2 separate regions of the Mus musculus genome follow, and region 2 is linked to region 1. Evidence: chromatin contacts called from public Hi-C data. All regions are on one chromosome and are shown on one strand. Each heading gives the region's core, a stretch centred on a gene start, on an enhancer-like site or on the middle of the called end of the contact. The rest is flanking DNA. Distances are from core to core; before and after follow the strand shown.

What was found. Hi-C and Micro-C count contacts between places; a contact is called where the count stands out from the background.
Region 2: a Hi-C map of the C2C12 cell line shows a contact between it and region 1, with 1.9 times the contacts expected there. The contact joins the promoter of Btc here to the enhancer-like site in region 1. A contact is called at or near these places in 3 of 39 promoter capture datasets (hippocampal neurons and liver), 13 of 484 Hi-C or Micro-C datasets (the AML12 cell line, the C2C12 cell line, adipose-derived mesenchymal stem cells and 7 more), 1 of 115 datasets of contacts at active chromatin or transcription factors (a colorectal cancer cell line) and 2 of 9 other capture datasets (adipose tissue and pancreatic islet).

What each region holds. Positions count from the first base shown.
Region 1 is chr5:91,305,834-91,310,237 of GRCm38.p6, reverse strand. No RefSeq gene overlaps it. Among named protein-coding and RNA genes, the nearest start is that of Gm19619, 25 kb to the right of the region's middle. Within about 2 kb of position 2,122, at least 16 of the 459 cell types and tissues checked have an H3K27ac peak or open chromatin away from gene starts, as enhancers often do. A contact at or near this core is called in the C2C12 cell line, a colorectal cancer cell line and hippocampal neurons, where this site is marked.
Region 2 is chr5:91,400,733-91,405,136 of GRCm38.p6, reverse strand. Btc (betacellulin, epidermal growth factor family member) reads left to right here and starts at 2,143. Exons shown (of 6, transcript NM_007568.5): 1 at 2,143-2,479. The coding sequence starts at 2,416.

The sequences.
Region 1 (4,404 bases), core at 873-3,372:
AAGAAAAAAAAATAATCCCCCACTGGAATATTTAAAATTATCTCAAAGAAGGAAATTCAAGGGAAAGTCATTGTGCTGACTTCACACAGTATTGTGTAGGTTCAGTTGACCATCCACACAGCACTAACAAGGGGAAGAACACAAAGATGAACAGAGCAAGCTGCAAACCTTGGAAAACCACATGCAAATATATCTGATTTTCTCATTTTATTGTAGTAAAATACATATGATACAAAATTTGTTATTTTCACTATATTTACATTTGGTCAATGATGTTAAATGCTGCTAGCTTCTTATCTCTCTATGATCCAGCACTCTACTCCACTAGCTCTTTCCATCCAGCAAAAATAGTACTCTGAGTCCATTACACAGTGATTCCCCTCGCTCCCTACCCAAGATCCTGGCCACCACCACTCTGCTCTCTGTGAAGCTGACTGCTCTGTTCACATGAGTGGAATTCTAAGTACCAATTGGCGATTTCCTTGCTTCACATAACACAGAGCCCCCCAGATCTGTCCAGGTTGTCAAATTCTCTTCTAAAGATTTAGTAATGTTCTACCATATCCATATCTCACATTCAGTTCATCTGTTCCTGTGTTGGTGGACGGTAGGGTAGCTTCTGCCTTCTGGTGACATTCTGAGAATGTATGGGAGAACACACATCAGTCCGTGCCTCCCTATATAAATAAATACTCACAGAATTGAGATTTGTCTTTTCATGCCAATTCTATTTCTATGGCTTTGAGACATTCACTGTGCCTGCATCATTTTGGATTGCTGCTAACAAAGTGCAGGGTTAAGATGCCCTCTCCTCATTTGTTTAGTGCAAATATGTATCCTTTATATCTATTGTCTTTGCAACGGTAACATCACTTTTTGTTACTTTGTTACTTCCCCACCTCTATTCAATATTTATTGTTCTCCCATTGTAATGGCTACAGCATTGTCTAAAACCTTTACAACTGGAAAGATCAAGGCTGGTGCTATGGTGATGTCCTTTCTTCCAACCTAAGTCACTGCATCAGAAGTGATGCTGCTGATTTGTCCCCATGGGCAGAAGTTATAGCACCTTGAGTAGTTTTTTCCGGGTCACAGGTCTAGACTTCTTTGTAAGTGCAGCCGTTACAGCATCAGCATCCAACATCACTGCTCTCCTGATTTCTACTGAGATAGCACTATGGCTGATCTTTTCCATGCCTTCTTTGGCTGAGGGGGTGGTAGTACCATCTCTACCCTTTCCTTATCAGCACCAGGGGCAAGGAAGAAAGCATAGGCATACTAGTGGAGAGGTAATACAACGTCAATAGCTGCTCTGGAAGCTAAATATGCACCTGCTGTGACAAACAGCAATTGCTTTCATGGACATGTCCTCTTAAAAACATATGTCCCTCTAACACCCTACGCACCAGTGTTTCCAACAGCTTTGAGACAATCCAGATGTCCGTCACCAAGAACGTGGTAAAATAAATGCCAGTACACCCACATCGTGGGACACCACTCAGTGATGAGAAGCAATGAACTGTTACACACAACAGCTTGGACGAAAGCCAATCTCAGAAGATTGCACACAGTTCCATTTTACGATAACATTCTTGAAATAACAAAATTAGAGACAAGTAGAGAAGATAAATGATTGCCAGGTGAGAAAAAATTAGGCAGAAGCAGGAGGCTATGAGGTGCATGCAGAGGGGAAAGGTGGAGGCTATGATGAGGTCTCAATGGTATGAGCTTCCTGCATCTTCATCCTTCATCATTGTCTTGGGTTTAATGTGGTACTGAAGCTTTGCAAAATGTTTTCTTTTGCAGCTATGGGAAAAGAGCACACAGAATCTCTGTGTCATTTTCTATGGGTGCAGCTTAGCTTATAATTATCTAAAAGCAAGGGTTTCATTAAAAACAGGTGAGATAATTAGTTTTGAGAAAGAATTACTTATTGTGTTAATCTGCCAGCAGCAAGAAATAGTAAAAATCTAGAATTTTTGCTATTGACATGGGATTTTCAGATTAGTTTCAGGCAAAGTGTTGGCTGAAATTCCTTGGATCACAGGGTAGCTAAGAGTTAATGCCATTCAAAACCACAATGAATCAGCAATCTGAAGAGTGAATTGTGGAAGTTCATGGGATCCTGTTCTGCAGCACTTAGAAATCACCACAAGAGGGTGCAATGATCCCAGCTAATTACAGGGACAGTGGCATCAGGTGAACCAACCGGGAGGTAAATTGTCTAATGTGGAAATATTCTTTAACCCAGATGCTTTCTCTAGGATGCACCTGTGGTTAGTTGTTGCTTTGCTTTTGTTTTTTGTTTTTTTCTTAAAGGCTGTAAATCAGTTGATAGAAACTGATAGCAGCTGACTGCATCAAGGAAAGAGAAACAGATCATGAATGACAAACGGGAGGATGGGACTATCCAGCCTCTAGAGATTCTGAGAGGAGACCTCTTCCTCATCGTGGAGATGCTCCACTTCTGCTAAATTACAGGTATGCTCAAAGCACCTATACAAATTGGTACCAAATTTGCAATTGAATGCCAGGATGACCTCCCATTTGGAGGCATAGATTGGGAGCAAAATGGTGGTGCATTAAGATCCATTCCGTTTCACTGTTAAAGTCATAGATGGGAGCAGGGTGCAGGTGAGGTGTGAATGTGTTATTGCCCAGCAGAATTCTTTGAAGGGCTAATCTAATGGACTTTCTCTGAGGTCTCATCTTCCTTCCCTTAGAGGTTGGGGGAGACAATAGTGTCTATCATTCCGACCTTGCTCTAGAAACGGAGGTCAGGCCCACTGAGAGATCTATGAGATGGGGTCCTCGGCTGAGTGAATCAGATGCTGTGTAGCCCATGCCTGGAGAGTGGAAAGAGGCTGACTATAGGCAGAAACAGGCTCCCTTCTACCAGTCAGTCACTCAGAAGAATGGGAGATTCTGCAAGCCAAAGAGGCAGAGACAAGAGCTGAGTCCACTTGCAGGAGCCTTTGCCTACACCAGGGGGAAGACTTGGGGCTTTGGAAGAATCAGATTCCCAAAACAGTGAGCAAGCTTCTAACCAGACCTAGAGTCTGGAGCCTCTAGACAGGTGGGAACCTTCTTCCTCCTCTCAGCTTCTCTCGTGTCCCTGCTGGCTCTCCTGGGATAAGCCAAAGCATAGATGTTAGAACCAGCTCGCAACAGGGAAATGAGAAGAATTTTGTGTTCAGAATTTTGCATAAATTATGTGTTCAGAATTTTGCATAAATTAGACATGGTCACATGTGCCTGCATCTGCTACTGGAGAGGATGAGGCAGGAAGATTGCTGGCTTAAGTTACACAGTGAGTCTGAGACCAGCAGATGCTATCTTTCCCGAGTAAGCTCCTTTCTCAGGAAACAGCTGCCACAGCAAAATCTGAGGTGATCAACTGGAGCAAGAGACAGAGGACAGCTCTACCTAGTCCTGTTTTAACTGTTTTCTCTTAACGCACCCATGGCCTGGGAATCAAATCTTTAACTCATGGGACTTTGGGGGGACACTCAGACTCCAAATGAGAAAACCAACTTGTCTAGCAAACGCCAACACATTCCTCTCCAGCCCCTTGTTCTTCATATACTGTCTTATCTTTCTTCCTGGCCGTTATTAGGCATTGGGTCATCTGTCCCATGAGAACAGGACCCATGATTGGTTTATTCCCTGTACTCCTGGGGCGTTCCTAACATGTAAGAAATCCTCCACCACTTCTCTTAGACTTATTAATTAATTACTCATACTTTAGCCTTTGCAGAAATAAATAAATGCTTTTATATGTTACATACTTAAATAATATTAGTCGCTGGACTTGAAGTTGTGGATTAGGGATTTATCTTTCTACTGTGTCATATACAACCTTTAGGAAATGCATCTAATTCTTGTTCTTTTTAAACAATTTAAAGATAACGTTCAAGGCAAGCCCATGCTCTGAACTTCTCTGTACCCACCAGGACTTGCTTTCTCATCATTTTTCCTCTATCCCAAGTGCTGATGTATATCTGTAAGACAGTGGTGACTCAGGACTAAGCTAATATGCCTAAAAGGAAGGCAGAAGGGTGAATAATTGAACTACATTGGAAAAAAGACTAAATTGACTTTTAGAAATGCTTTTCTATGTGTATGGAGTTAGAGTGTTTGTGCATGTGGGAACACAAGAGCCCACACCTGCACACGTGTGGAGGACAGGGTAAGGTATGGGATTCTCTCTATTTCTCTCTGCAAAGCTTCATCTCTCTTCCTGCCTTCCTCTCCCTAGGTGCTGGGATTATAGCAGAACATAGCCATGCCTGGGTTTTGACGTGGCTGGCTACTGGGGATGGGAACATAGGTCCTCATGCACGTGCAGCAAGCACTCTCACCCCTGAACCATCTTCCAATCCCTGTCAATGTTTGCATTAGTAT
Region 2 (4,404 bases), core at 894-3,393, 95 kb before region 1:
GGAGGGCTGCTTGTGCCTGACTAATCCTGACACAGGGGTGATATCATCCAAACAATGTCTAGCTCAATGGATGCAAGTTCCATTTAGTGGCTCCTGTGCTACACTGAGTTGAAGACTTGAGACACATCTTGGTCACACAGATAAGAACTCGGGAAGGTCAATGCTTACCACCCTCTCTCCAAACTTAAAGCTTGGATTTCAGATTTAAATCCCTCCATAAGAAATTAGAGTTCTGGGGAGTATGGGTGGCAGAGGAGGATGGGGAGAACTAAGGAAGGGAAGGAAGGAGAGGGGAGAAGGAAAAGAGTGGAAAAGAGGAAGGGAGATTCTCTTGACCTTGAAGAGACTAGCTCTCTGTTGCCAGAAAATCTAGAGGACATATTCTTGGGAGCATTTCATTTTATTTCTGGCAGTAAATAAAGCTCCCAGGGAAAGATACTACTTTATCTGGCCTAGTTAGTATATTAAATTACACTATTTCATCCTCTAGTGGCCTGAAAAAGTTAATTTACCATGTGAACGTCAGGAATGCTAAATACGTATATCATGTCCCGGCCTCTTATAATTTCTCAATAAGCAAACAGTGTGTGTGCTTTCTTTCCTTTTTTTTTTTTATTAGTATTTGCAGAGAGCAGGATAGGAGAGGAGGCTGCCACTGTCTGTTGGTGATAAGAAGGCAGATGTTAAGTATGGTGTCATCTCAGAGAGGAGCCTTGGTGTAGGAGCCCTCCTACACTAGCAGATGCCAGGAAGATAAAAGGACAGAGACATACGGAGGGAGTGCCACCATTCTAAAGCCCTGATGGCTTCCTGTACTCCATCACCTCTGTGGTGCATGGCCCTCTATCTCTCAGTTCTTCCCTGCTCCGGACCCCACCCAATCATCTGAGACGGTTCCCTCTTCCAGGGCTCTAAGGGGTTAACTAGAATGGATGGATTTAAAACTTCATTCTTCTAGATACATCAGTTGCCTACGGCACTAACATAACTAGGATCGGTTTAGAAATAAAATATCACTTGCTTAATTTATATAATGGGGTTCAAAAGGAGGGTCAAATGCTTGACTTATCTTTCATATGTAAAAAAAAATGTTTATTGTACTTTCCAGTGTCAGAAATGCAACTTCTGAAGGTGGATGCATTGTATGCATTGCTTTTACAAGATCAGTAAATCAGTTCATAAGACCCAAACCCCTTGGTCAGTTCAGATGCAAATATACTTGTGCTATACGGTAAAACTGGAACCCTTTTATAGGCTGTTCAGTGTGTCTTTGGGTTCCAGAGACGGCTCAATGCATAAAAAGTTCCCATTACTAGGCATGATGAAATAGAGATAAGGTTTGGCAAAGCACAAGCATACAACACACACACACACACACACACACACACACACACACACACACACACACAAACACACACACACACGAAAAAGAAACAGAAAGATCCTACTAGAATTAAGAGGTAAACAAATGAAAAAATAATGGATAAATAAAATAGAAATGAAGTTCTTTTATTTATCTATTTACTCAGATGATTTGTTACTAAGTTTCTGAGCTAATATTGTGCTATGTGGGCCAGGCTGACCCTTCAAACTTGCTCTCCTCCTGATTAGAGGCATGTGCCACCACATCCAGCTGATACATGAAATTTCAAAAGGACGTTTTGGCAAGCTAAAATGCCCGGCTAATTAATAACTGACTAGAAGGCACTGAAAACTGAAGTATTAACTTTAAGAATTCTATAGACAACAATGACTCTTGAGAAATCGCCTGTCTGCGTCAACTGTCAAATGCTTGAGGTTTTTTGTGGTTTTTTGTTGTTGTTGTTGTTGTTGTTGTTGTTTGTCTGTTTGTTTTTTCTTTTCAGTGAACTTCGCTCTAGTCTCAGAATTCGCTCCTTAGGCCAGAAGGAGACTTCTAGACTTTCCCCCAGAGGGCTTCATGAGTTGAGGCCACATGACCAGGTCCTCTTCTGCCTCTCTTCTGGGCCCCATTTACCTTGTTTTGTCCCACAGGGGGAAAGAAATGAACCGTCAGGTGAGACCCAGCAGGGGGAGTGGGAGAGCTGGCCCCGTGGCCCTCTGAGCGTGTCCTTGGGTGTGAGTATGGGTGTGGGGCAGCTGGGTGGGAGCAGCGTGCAGGCTACCAGCACCAAGTGGTGTGCCTCTCCGGGGGTGTGTGCAGAAGGCTCCAGGATAAATAGGAGGCTCCCAGTTCTGGGTGACACTGGAGCCCGCTGGCTGCCCGCCCCGGGTGTTTCCCTGCTCTGTAGGCAGGCTGCCTGCTGCTTAGTTTCGCTTCCTCCTGGCTCAGGGATTAGTTTTCAAGCACCCTCTCGGTGCCAGGGCCCAGGAAGGGCATAGAGAAGGAACCTGAGGACTCATCCAGGGGCTGCCCTGCCCCTCACAGCACAGTTGATGGACCCAACAGCCCCGGGTAGCAGTGTCAGCTCCCTGCCGCTGCTCCTGGTCCTTGCCCTGGGTAAGTGTTCATTCTGAGAGCTACAGATCAGGAGGAAAGTCATGGGGGCTGGAGTCCTGTGAACCTTGCTGAAAGAGTGAGCTGGTGAAGTTAAGATCCCGCCTCTGGCTTGCACCTGTTGGAGTCTTCCCTGGGTATACTCGAGGCCCAGGGCGGCAGGGATCCTGCTGCCTGCTGCTGGGCTGTGCTCAGGTGGCACCTTGAAGTGCCAGGAGCAGAGCTCGCGGAAGGTGCTGGCAGGGACCCGGGAGGTGCTTAGCAGGTGCCTGAGATGGGAGGAGACTCTCAAAGGAAGAAGCAAGGGAGTCTGCACCGAGAAGGATACCTGCAGAAGGCAGAGGCGGGCATTCCTAACATGCATGGACTGGAGAGCAACGTGCTTGTGTGTGTGTGAGTGTGTGTGTGTGTGTGTGTGTGTGTGTGTGTGTGTGTGTGTGTGTGTGTGTGTGATGAATCCTCCTAAGCTACTGGTAGTCTCAAAAGCAGTCCCGTCTTCTCTCCTCTCTCTCTCTCTCTCTCTCTCTCTCTCTCTCTCTCTCTCTCTCTCTCTCTCTCTCTCTCTGTCTCGTTCCTGGAAAACACACACAAACACACACACACACACACACACACACACCTTCTCTCTCCCTTTTCTTTCTTCCATTCGTGTGGCAGGAGCTGCGAGGGAGAAGTCCTCTCTTGAGAGCTTTCTGTGACTGTTTTTCGTTCAGGACGAGAAAGCAAAGAGAAATGAAAAAATACCAAACGGCCTCACTTGGGACCTTTTGCTTCCTACTTTGAAAAGTCAGGAGAGGAAATACATCTCTTTATTTGGAAAATTAGGGCCTGTTGGTTGAGAACTCCTGGATGTCCGCAGAAGCAAGAGAGGAGAGGCGGCTCCCTGGAAGCCAGAGCTGTGGAAGCAGAGTGCAGCTTCAGGTGGCATCCTGCCCTCTGCCTCTGAGTAGCAGACGAGAGGACAGCCTGGTGGGAGAGCCCAGCCATCTCCAGACCTCTGCTTCGAGGTCCTTGGGGGTTCTGGAAGGGAAGGGTGCTTTCTAGCCTTATGTGGAATCTAAGAGCATTGAGACATTGTAAGGAGAGGGACCTCTTATGTGTCACCGTGCTATATTATATACCTTCTCTCAAGCCTGGAGAGGGCTAACAACTGTAAAAAGGGACAAGATTGTTTATCAAGGTGTAAAAACAGATAATATAAGTGAAATTTTTGTTTGGCTGTGTCTCCAGAACTAGAGAGGCAGATAAAATGCTTGTCAACCTGGTGGCAGAAGGACTGCATGTAAGGTCCAGGTTAGAGAGGAAGGACTGGCTTAGCCTACAGTGGAGGCATGTCACCTTAACCCACTGTAGAGTGATGTGAACCAAGAGGACATGAGATGGAGGTGTAGAGGAAGTGCTGAGACTATTGTCAGTATCACTTAAACACAGCTGGCACTCACATCCTCTACCTTGTCTGGATTGCCCCCCAGCCAAGATCTTCTTCATCTTGGTATAGTGAACTATATGCTAATGTATACAGGAAGCAGGCAGAAGAGTGGTCCTGAGATTCTTAGGTGTGGTTCTTGCTTTATGTTGAGTTGGGAATGCCAAAGTGACAGGGAAAAGCTCAGACAAGCAGAGAAGGGAGAGCTCCATGTTGAATATGGAATGATGAGAAGTCACACAGAAGATATGTGTGGGTACTGGGAGAACCTGAAAGATGGGAGGAAGTCGGGGTAAGAGTGGGGAAGGCAAAAGCCTCTAGTGGAGGGATGCTGACTCAGCAGTAATTCTCTCCTGAAGAAAGAAGCAATTGGCTTGAGAGAAAGTGTAGATTAGGGAGAATCAAAAACAAAACCAAACCAAACAAAACAAACAAGCAAAAAACAAAAATAAACACCCCAAAACAAATCCAAGACAAGTTAAAATATCTCATCAGAAATCAA